Linked DNA regions of Mus musculus: region 1 is linked to region 2. A link is a contact called in public HiChIP or PLAC-seq data. All regions are on one chromosome and are shown on one strand. Each heading gives the region's core, a stretch centred on a gene start, on an enhancer-like site or on the middle of the called end of the contact. The rest is flanking DNA. Distances are from core to core; before and after follow the strand shown.

Region 1 (5,001 bases), core at 747-3,246, 420 kb after region 2:
ATGTTTAACACATCAACAGAGATGTATGTGTGCAAAGCTGTTGAGACAACTCTTCAGTGCGTAACACGTTCAGTGAAAGGACGCTGAAGCTGCCCATATTATTCCCAGATTCAGCCTTGAATTTGCTATTATCACTAAGTGAGTGCCGTTGGATCAAGACCAATGGAACGGGTTAGTCTGCAGGCTATTGACCAGGCGTTAGGTATGGCCTTAGATTATTGACCACATGTGATGTATGGCCTTAGTTGAACCTATAAAATAACGTGGCTTGAGCTGTTGAAAAGCAAGCTTCCCTCTTGCTTAGTAGTCTTCTTGAGGTGGTTAGGAGGAAGGGTGGTTATTAGACAAGACCACCTCGTGCTATCAGATCAGCCTTCATCAACTGCCTCGGTGAGAACAGAGCCTTGTCTTGGCTGATGATCTGCGGTCTCTAAGCAAATTCTAAATTATTCTAAGTTATTTGAGTAAGAAAGACTGTGCCCCGAATCTTTAACAGTCCCAGAGTATTGTAGGTATTTAACAAACAATTCACTGATGCTGAATATCCTTGCTTAGTTCTTGGATCTTCTTGTTACTCACAGTGGCAAATGATAGCGGTGTATGTACATGGATAGACATTTTTTTTAAAGACAGTGTTTCATGCCTAGCTGTACTAAGTAGCCAAGGTCTTAGATTTGTCTGTCTTCATCACCTGTGTGCTGAGATTGCAGGTATTACACCATCATACCACGTTTTGTGCAATGTGGGAGGAGGAAACCTAGGCTTCATACAGGCTATGAAGCACTCTCCTATGTAAGTAAGTAAGTCACACCCAGCCTTCCTACATCTTATTTTTTGAAAGTCATATAAAAGTATAATAATGTGTATATATGTGCATATATATGTATATATACATATGCATTATATACATGTGTGTATATATATATGCATATATATAATGTAAAATGTATATACCTAAATCATCAAAGATTATTTTCAGATAATAATAATGTCTGAAAACTGTCACTCATCTACCTCAGTGGCAACACTAAACTTTCTTTGTATTAGGCAACAGATATTTACTATTAGAAAACTACACTTAAAACTATACTAGCAACTACTACATTTCACAAATAGAAACTCTGGAGAACTGTTTATTGGTATCTTTGACAACTTCTAGCAATAAGCACTTCATTTGGCTAGAGTTCCTAGGGAAGTTTTATTGTAACAAAGAAAGATGACACAATGATTCATTTTCATGCCACAGGATGCCTATATCACAGGACAAGTATGTGTAGCAACCTTCCTTTATAGAGAAGATATTGGCTATCATCTGAGAACTCTCAGTTGCTTCCTAAGACTCAGTAATTATGAAATGAAGGTTGCTATATTTAAAGCTAACAATTAACTTTGAATTTTAAATCACAGACTTTCATTAGGAAACATGTATGGGGCCCGAGAGAAGCTTCGGTGGTCCTGAGTACTCAGTGATCTTGAAGAGGACCAGAGCTCAGTTCTCAACATACATTTGGCAGTTCACAACCCTCCATCACCTCAGTTCCAAAGGATTCGGCACTCTTCTGGCCTCCTCAGGCATCAGGCATACATGTGATAGACACACACACACACACACACATAGGCAAACAGTCACACACATTAAAAAAACAAACCAAACAAAGAGGCCTCCACACCCACTATTTCAGAATGTGAAACTTGGTTTGCTTTCACTGTTTCCTAAATAAAAACATTATAGAATGCAAGTAAGCATGATCCTATCAACGTGCTACACTCTCGTTTACACTCTTAACTTTGCACTACTGTACTTGGAAGCTCCTTCTTAATGAGGCAAGGCTGCAAGAGGAACCCAGGCACCTGCAAAACTTCCGCTTATGGTTACAACCTCGGAAAGAGGAGACACAGCTGGTGTGCCAGGGCTAGAAGGGCTCAGGCTAGTGTTTGTACCAGAATGAAATTCTACCCAGCTTGCTTCCCTTGTTTAGGCCAAAGATGTGTCTGGTTTCACAACTGGCCTACTTACGCAGCCGTACAGAGTTCAGTGTAATAGGGGACATTGCAGACTTAGGGACACAGCCTTGTCTCAGGACGGGAAGACACATCTAAATGCTACACAGACCAAAAGCAAAGGCAGAGATAGGGTAATTTCATAGAGGCCAGGTGCTTTTTTTCAAGCAAAAGATGTAGCTAACACCTTTATGAACAAATGCCAGTCAGCAACAACGAGTTCAGTGCACCAAATGGCTAGTAAATTCTTTGTCTTTGCTAATACATCATCTATCAGCAGTGGCTGAAATGAACTGGACTCTACCCACTAACAAAGGCATTGCAAATACTACTTGTTTATTTGTTTGCTTGTTTTTAATCCCTTGTCTTTTGGAGATAGGATTTCCTGGTAGAGTCAAGGCCAGCCATGAACTCAAGTTGCTCCTCTTTCAGTCTCCCAAGTGATAAGGTTTTTGGTGTATACTAACATACCCTGAATGAATAGTGTCTTGACACATATCAAAATACTGTTTCTCTGGACAGCGCTCATAATAGAATAGGTTAATTGGTTGTGTTGGCATTTCGTCTAGGCCCCACCCCACAGTTCCCTGGTAATGGCCATGTGTGCCTGATTCACTATGAAAGGGACTGCTTGTCCCCTCCTCACTTTCTTCTCTTCTCCTCTTGCTCTTGTTCCCTTACCCTCTTACCCCTCTCTCCCCATTCCTCTTGCCCCTCTCCCCCCACCTCTCCATGTGCTCATGGCCTGCCTTCCCTCCACTCCCCTCCCCTCCGCTCCCCTCCCCTCCCCTCTCCTCCCTCCCCCATTTCTCTGCCTTTCTCTGTCTCAACTCCCCTCCCCATGCCCTAAATAAACTCTATTCTTTTTTTTTAATTAGGTATTTTCTTCATTTACATTTCCAATGCTATCCCAAAAGTCCCCCATACCCTCCCCCCTCCCATTTCTTGGCCCTGGCGTTCCCCTGTACTGAGGCACATAAAGTTATTCTATACTATACCTTTCTGTGGCTGGTACCTCAGGGGGAAGGGATGCCTCAGCATGGGCCCACAGAGCCACCCCCTTCCACAGACACCATACTGTGCCTCCACCAAACTCTCTCTCTCTCTCTCTTTCTCTCTCTCTCTCTCTCTCTCTCTCTCTCTCTCTCTCTTTCTCTCTCTCTCATAAAACACAACAGGTTGACCCATGAATTAAGAATATTAAGTCTTGTGTGTGTGTATGTGTGTGTGTGTGTGTGTGTGTGTGTGTGTGTGAGTGCACTCACGTGTGTTCTTGTGTGTGCATGGCTGTGATGGCCAGAAGAGGGCATTAGATCGCCTGGAGCTGGTGTTACAGAAGCTGTAAGCAGTCCAACATGGGTGCTGGGAACCTCTCCTGGGACCTCTCTAAGAGCATTATGTGCTGAGCCATCCCTCCAGCCCTGTTGACACACCCTCCCTGTTTATGATTTCCTAGCTAACAGTGTCTGCACAAGACACACTACCTAAGAGCTATTAATAAAGAATAATGAGGCTTCCTCAGTGACTACATTGCAGAATTTGTTTCTGAGAGGAACAGCAAGAGGCAAATTACATTCGTTCCCAACTCTGACTCACATGCAAACAAGCTCATCTCATCTCCAGTTAATCCTTGTGGAAGCACACTTCAAAATTAATTTGGCTTCATTTCCATATTCTGGGTGGCAAATATCTCTACATTTTTTTTCCCTTTTAAAAAAAGAACCTTGAAGGCAGCTGCTTGTGAAAAATAGAGTAACCAGCCCTTGTTACCGTCCAAAATCATTGGTTTTTCCCAAGACTGTAGAAAAGAAAAGGAATCAGGACACATCTGTTGCAGTGTTTCGTGCCAGGAAACCATCTTGCCACCGCTGTGGTCTGCTTTCACACCCTACTCAGTTTTTGCTAGGGCTTCTCTTTAGGTTTTGTTTCAAACTACAGCACATAAGAGTTGGGGAGCTGGGAAAATGACTCCCCGCATCTTCATGAGAATCAGCAGCTTGGGGTGGGAGATGCTGCCTCAAGCCTCACCCATCTGGTAGAGATGCTCCTTACTGCAAAGTAAGTGACTGTGTGAAAACGGACAGAAGCTACTGAGGTAGTAGAGACAGCACATCTTGACAAGAGGACTACCAAACCTTTGGAATTTTACTAAAATAATAGCGTGAAAGCCAAAAGCGTGAATTCCACTAATTTTAAGAACTTGCCTTGTCACAGTGGGCCTCAGCTAGAATCCTCTCACGGCCTGCTGTAGCATCCTGTTGTTTAATTAATCCTTATTTAAAACTTTATAACAGGAGTCTGGGGAGATGGTTCAGTGCACAAGGCTTTCTGGAAGTGTGAATGGAGTTTGAATTCCCAGGATCTAAGTACCAGCGGGGTGGAGAGGGCAGCCCTACAGCAACAACTGTAAATGGAGTAGAATGGAGGGGAAAAGTTGGTCAGCATCAGCTGCCAGCCTCCACATGTGTACCCAACATGTGTGTATAAATGCATGTACTCACGTGTGGGCCACTGTGCCTCAAACACATTCACATACACTGAAAATAGGGGAAATGTGATAACAGCAATAATTCCCAAACTGATCTATATAGAGAGCCATTATAATCTAATTATGAATAGTATTGTCAGCTTGATAGGGCCTAGAATGACCTAGGAGATAAACTTTGGATAAGTTTATAAGGAAGTTTCTAGATTGAGTTAACTGGGATGGTAAGGCTCACCTTACATGTGGGTGAGAGCAGTTCTTCCAGGGCTGGAATATTCACAGGAATGGAAAGGCCAATGCAAGGTGGGCACCAGCGATTGTCTGACACTGCTTCCTAACTAACTGGGGATAGCAGTGAGGCCAGCTGCCTTGTGCTCCCACTACCTTGGGAACTTTCCAGCCATCATGAATGCATACATATGAATTGAAGTAAACCCCTTGTACTGGCTAGTTTTCTGTCAACTTGACACAGGCTGGAGTTATCACAGAGAAAGGAGCTTTCAGTTGGGGAAATG
Region 2 (4,860 bases), core at 2,035-4,534:
CCTTTGAATTGCATATCATAAATATACACAACTTAGTAGAAGAACACATGGGTTAACACAGAGCCTCTTTTTCGGCACTATTCTGCTGAAGTCATGCTAGTGCATCCAGTCCTATTGATGAATGATTTTAAATCCCAGAACCATAGACCCATGGCTTGGAGTCAAAGCCCATGTGAAGACCTTGGATATAACAGTGAGAGAGCAGCAGATCCAGAAGGTCCCTGAAGAGAACAAGCTAGTGAGTTAAGGATTAGCTTTAATGTACGTCTCAGATTAAATCTGATTTCATGTGATCTAACCATAAAAGAGGAATAAAACCAGGATGCTTAACATTCTCTTTCTGTTTGCACTTCTGTGTGCAATATTAAATATATGTATTATTATCTTCTCTACAAAAGGATAAGGGGATCTTTTTATGAAGTTGCTTAAAATTACAAAAAAAAAGAAAATCCAATGTTGCTGTTTTGATATGGAAGTTACTTTAAAAAAAATAAATTAATTAACATGATCACTGCAGTGGAAATTCTGCACACAGGAAAGTTTGAATTTCTATTGCCAACATATATAAAGTAAAACAGATGTTCTCTTGTGCATTGCAGTTCAAAAACTGCTATAGCAATTTAATTAATATAAAAAGAAGCCATGCAGCACAACATAGCTGGCCCTATTAGAGGGGGTACAGATTAGACTCCGAAGAATGAGAGCTCAGGACTGCCTCCCTCTACTTGTCTGCCTTGAGATGGTATGGGTAGGGGGGTATTGCCATTTCCTCTTGCTATCTGAAGTAGTTAGAAGAGCTGGACCGAGGGCAGAAGAATGTGATAGCTAGCCCAGCCCCATCTCTGGCTGTAGCACTCCAGAGAGCCAGCCTTGCACCTCGCCTGGGCAATAGTGGATCTGGCCCTCGTGGTGAAGCACAGGTGATCCAGACCTGAAGATGGGAGAGAAGAGAGTGGCCAGGCTCCTTGGGAAAGGGGGGTCTCTGCATCTCGACTGCACAGCACAATGGAGCTAGCTCTGAAGGATAGGGTGCAGGTAAAGTGGCCTGAAGGCATGAGAACAGGAGAGCTGACCCTGCCTCCTGCTGGTGGCAGCACTGGGCCACCCAGTACAAGCAGTGCTTGAGAACCAACCCTGGTGGTGCTGAGAGAGCCAGCGCTGACCACCTTAGCTATCACCCAGGCCCAGATTCAGGGTTCGGAGTTGGCCCACCCCAAAATCTGTATCATCTGCAAATGGTTGGGACAAGTGAAAAGGCCACTTGCTCTTTGGATCCTGCTGTTCCACACAGGGCAACAACAAGATAAGCAGATAATTGAGTCCCTGTAAGGATACAACTTTGATTGTGTCATGGAAGCCAGAGATCTTGAACCAGACCGATGACTCATTGCAAGGAACATGAGCAAGTGAAGATGTGTGGACAGAGGGATACACTGTGGGACACACTACACTTTCCACAATGAGATGTTTTCTATGCTGTGTGTGTGTGTGTGTGTGTGTGTGTGTGTGTGTGTGTGTGCCTGTCTGTCTGTCTGTGTGTCTGTGTGTCTGTGTGTGTGTGTGTGTGTGTGTGTGTCTGTGTGTGTGGGTGTCTGTGTGTGTGTCTGTGTGTGTTATTTTATGAGAGAGGTTGTAAAGGCAACAGGTGCATATGAGGGGATGGAGAGATGAGGGGGACTGGAGTACATGATGTGAAACTCACAAAGAATCCATAAATTTTTTTTAAGGGCCATGAATTAGAAAGAGAGTAAGGAAGAGGAGATATATGAGTCAGCTTAGAGGAGAGAGAGGGAGGAAATGATCTACTTACAATAAAATAACTTAAAAACTTTAAAAAGTTATTTTTAAAAGAAAAACTATTGATAAAGTTGATCTGCCTGTATGGATAAATGGGCATGAATACAGGACTAAATGGGTGACTGGTATGTAAGTGACAACATCATGTCTAAATTTCAAAGTTTATGACTGGACCAAGGCTATCAAAACCAAATACTAATGTTATCAACTATCCCTCCTATGTGAAGAAAAGAAGTGCCAAAAACTAGAAAACATTGCTAGAAACACCAGGTAACAACAATCAGGTGGGGCAAATATTAGGCTAGGCTGCTGCTGGTCCCAGCCAAATACAGCTTCTGTATTTCTACAGAGCATCTCAGAAACTGGAAAAAGAAAAAACACACACACACACAAACACACACATAAACATACACAACACATACATACACACACTAACACACATATACACACAAACACACACAACAACACGCCCACATATACACACACACAAACATGCACACACACCTGGAAAAATTAATATGAACCCAAATTTATCTCTATGTTGGTTTTGAAGTAGTAGAAAAATGGACTTTCTAAATATATCTAGGATTCTGTCTACATAGTCAACCAAAGATTAAACATTTTTATAAACTTTAATTATATTGTATTATATATAATTATTTCATTTCACATGTATTGGTATTTTGCCTGCATGTATGTCTGTGAACTACTGGCATGTCTGCTGCCCATGTAGGTCAGAAGAGGACATGGGATCCTCTGGAAGTGGAATTATAAATAAGTGTGAGCTGCCCTGTGGGTGCTGAGAATAGAGCCTAGGTCCTCTGTAAGAAAGCAGTCCTTTCAACTGCTAAGCCATCTTTTTAGCCCAAAGACATTTCTTAATTACACTTCCACTGAATATGTAGAGAAATTTTGTTGTTAATTCCTAAACAATAGATTGGATGAGTAGTTGACAGATAACTTCCAGTATATGAGGACTACATAATTGAGATGAATATACATACCACTTCATTTCATGTAGGATTCTTTAGCCTCCAAAGGTTTTATTATGTGTGGGGATACTAGAAGTATGACCTTGATGGAATCTTAAATCTACATCAAGTAATTTTATATTTAGCTCCTCAATTAATTTTTAAAATAATAATTTGAAGAAAGAGTTATGTTGGCCTAGGAAATTGATACCCACATTCAGACAGTGTCAAGGTCCAAATTTACGCTGGTGACCACACTTTGAACTATGTCCTTCTGACTTTAAATACTAGTCTGTGGGATGGCCTGCAGTCACAGAGTTCTAGCTCAAATGTAGCAATGATTTTGGTTACCATACAGTCATTCAAACTGACACCTGTGAGAGGCGCTCTAGAGTAAACAGGTTAGAATTCTGTTTCCCTGGAATTTTCTAGAGTTTCTGAAAGCCTAGACACCTCGGACTCGAGCTGTGAAATCCTCAGTGACTAACCAACTGCAGCACTCAGATCGGACACAGGCAGAGGCTTGTGGTCATGTGATCTCCCTCACTGAATACGTCATGTGTCTGATTCAGCAAGGAAACGGAAAGACAAAAAAACCCTAACCTTTCGAAATCTCCATCTGCTTGAAATACTCTTATTGCTCACAGTCTTAGTTCTACTTTGTGATTCATCAACCCTAAAAACAAAAGTAGGCCTACAGATATTCCTGGGATGCTTCCTAGACTCTGTGTGTGGTGTGTGTGCGCGCTCACACCACACACACACACACACACGCACACGCACACGCACACGCACACGCGCGCGCACACACACACACACACACACACACACACACGCATACACGCACACACACGCATGCACGCACACAGCACACACGCACGCACACACAGGCACGTTTATACCTGGATCCTCTCATTATAGTCTGTGTGGGATCTCCAACTTAAAGACACTTTCAAGCAGTTACTGACTTCTGAGACTTTCTTACCAGAAAACAATGAAGTAAACCACAGCTTCCTGTCCCTGACACTTTGTCACATGGTGTCGATGCAGTGACTACCCACAGAGATCCAGATGGCTGAGAGACATCAACTGCTCCAGTATACTCTGAAAATGTTTTTGTTTTGTTTAAAAAAAAAAAAAAAAACAATGTCTCAGCTGCCACTGGGGCCATCAAGAAGTCCTGTTTACGTGCTTCATACCCGTGTGCTTCTATCACAAGCCTCTTTAGCAGGTCTTTCTTAATTATGAAGTCCTCCATGTGCCTCAAAGGCTTTGCATCCAAAGAACAGTGTCAAATACATCTGTGGACACTTAGAAAAACAGCACCGCTCACTCACATTCTGAATGTAACCGGAGCTATTCTGTTGAGTCACTGAAAATGTTGATGCTAGAATGTATCCTCAGCATCTCTACAGGATGCTAATCTTAACCCCGGTGTGGAGAGAGTATCCAGTAGTGAAGCTCCCCAGGGGACCAAAGCAACTGCAAACCTATATAATATTGTTTAGATTAGAAAATCTGCTGCCAAACAGAACTTGCCCTCCTATATGGTTCACTTTACACAGCACGGATCAGAGTTTTATCCCATGAAAGCACTAACTAAAAGTGGAAATCTTCTAAGCCTGTTACATTTTCTATCAAATAAGATTTTAAGTAAAGATAGATAGCCTGTGTTACACTACTTCTCCTGAAAATGATTTTTATGTCCTCGGTGAGTGACCAAGAAACCCCGGGGCAAGAATCAATATTGAATTTTCTGTACTCTTCCAAGGGATGAAAAACCTAAATTGAGGCTATTTCTTTTGTAAAAAAACTGAGCTGCAAGGCCCACGTGAGCATCTTCAGATGCTTCAGATGCTGAGATTTCAGAATTACGACGACACTGACGTTTCTCTCAAGGAATCTGAATTTTCATCAGTTGAGCTCAAAGAATGTATATAGAGGATTTTTTTTTCCTCAATGAGAATGAAGAAGGTACCCGAATGAAACTGAACCAGGAACTCTCCTGGAGGAGAGCGTCCAGACCGAAATGAGCAGAAACATTTGTTTTTAAACTCTGCCAAGTTGTAAGGCAATGCAGTGCATGAACATT

The links. HiChIP or PLAC-seq counts read pairs in DNA pulled down with a chosen protein or histone mark.
Region 1: a contact with region 2 is called in an H3K27ac HiChIP or PLAC-seq map of microglia, with 5 times the contacts expected there. The contact joins two enhancer-like sites.

The regions. Positions count from the first base shown.
Region 1 is chr16:84,998,550-85,003,550 of GRCm38.p6, forward strand. All of the region lies in intron 13 of App (amyloid beta (A4) precursor protein), which reads right to left. Among named protein-coding and RNA genes, the nearest start is that of Gm10791, 29 kb to the left of the region's middle. Within about 2 kb of position 1,997, at least 29 of the 459 cell types and tissues checked have an H3K27ac peak or open chromatin away from gene starts, as enhancers often do. A contact at or near this core is called in microglia, where this site is marked.
Region 2 is chr16:84,580,272-84,585,131 of GRCm38.p6, forward strand. No RefSeq gene overlaps it. Among named protein-coding and RNA genes, the nearest start is that of Gm32073, 24 kb to the left of the region's middle. Within about 2 kb of position 3,285, at least 134 of the 459 cell types and tissues checked have an H3K27ac peak or open chromatin away from gene starts, as enhancers often do. A contact at or near this core is called in microglia, where this site is marked.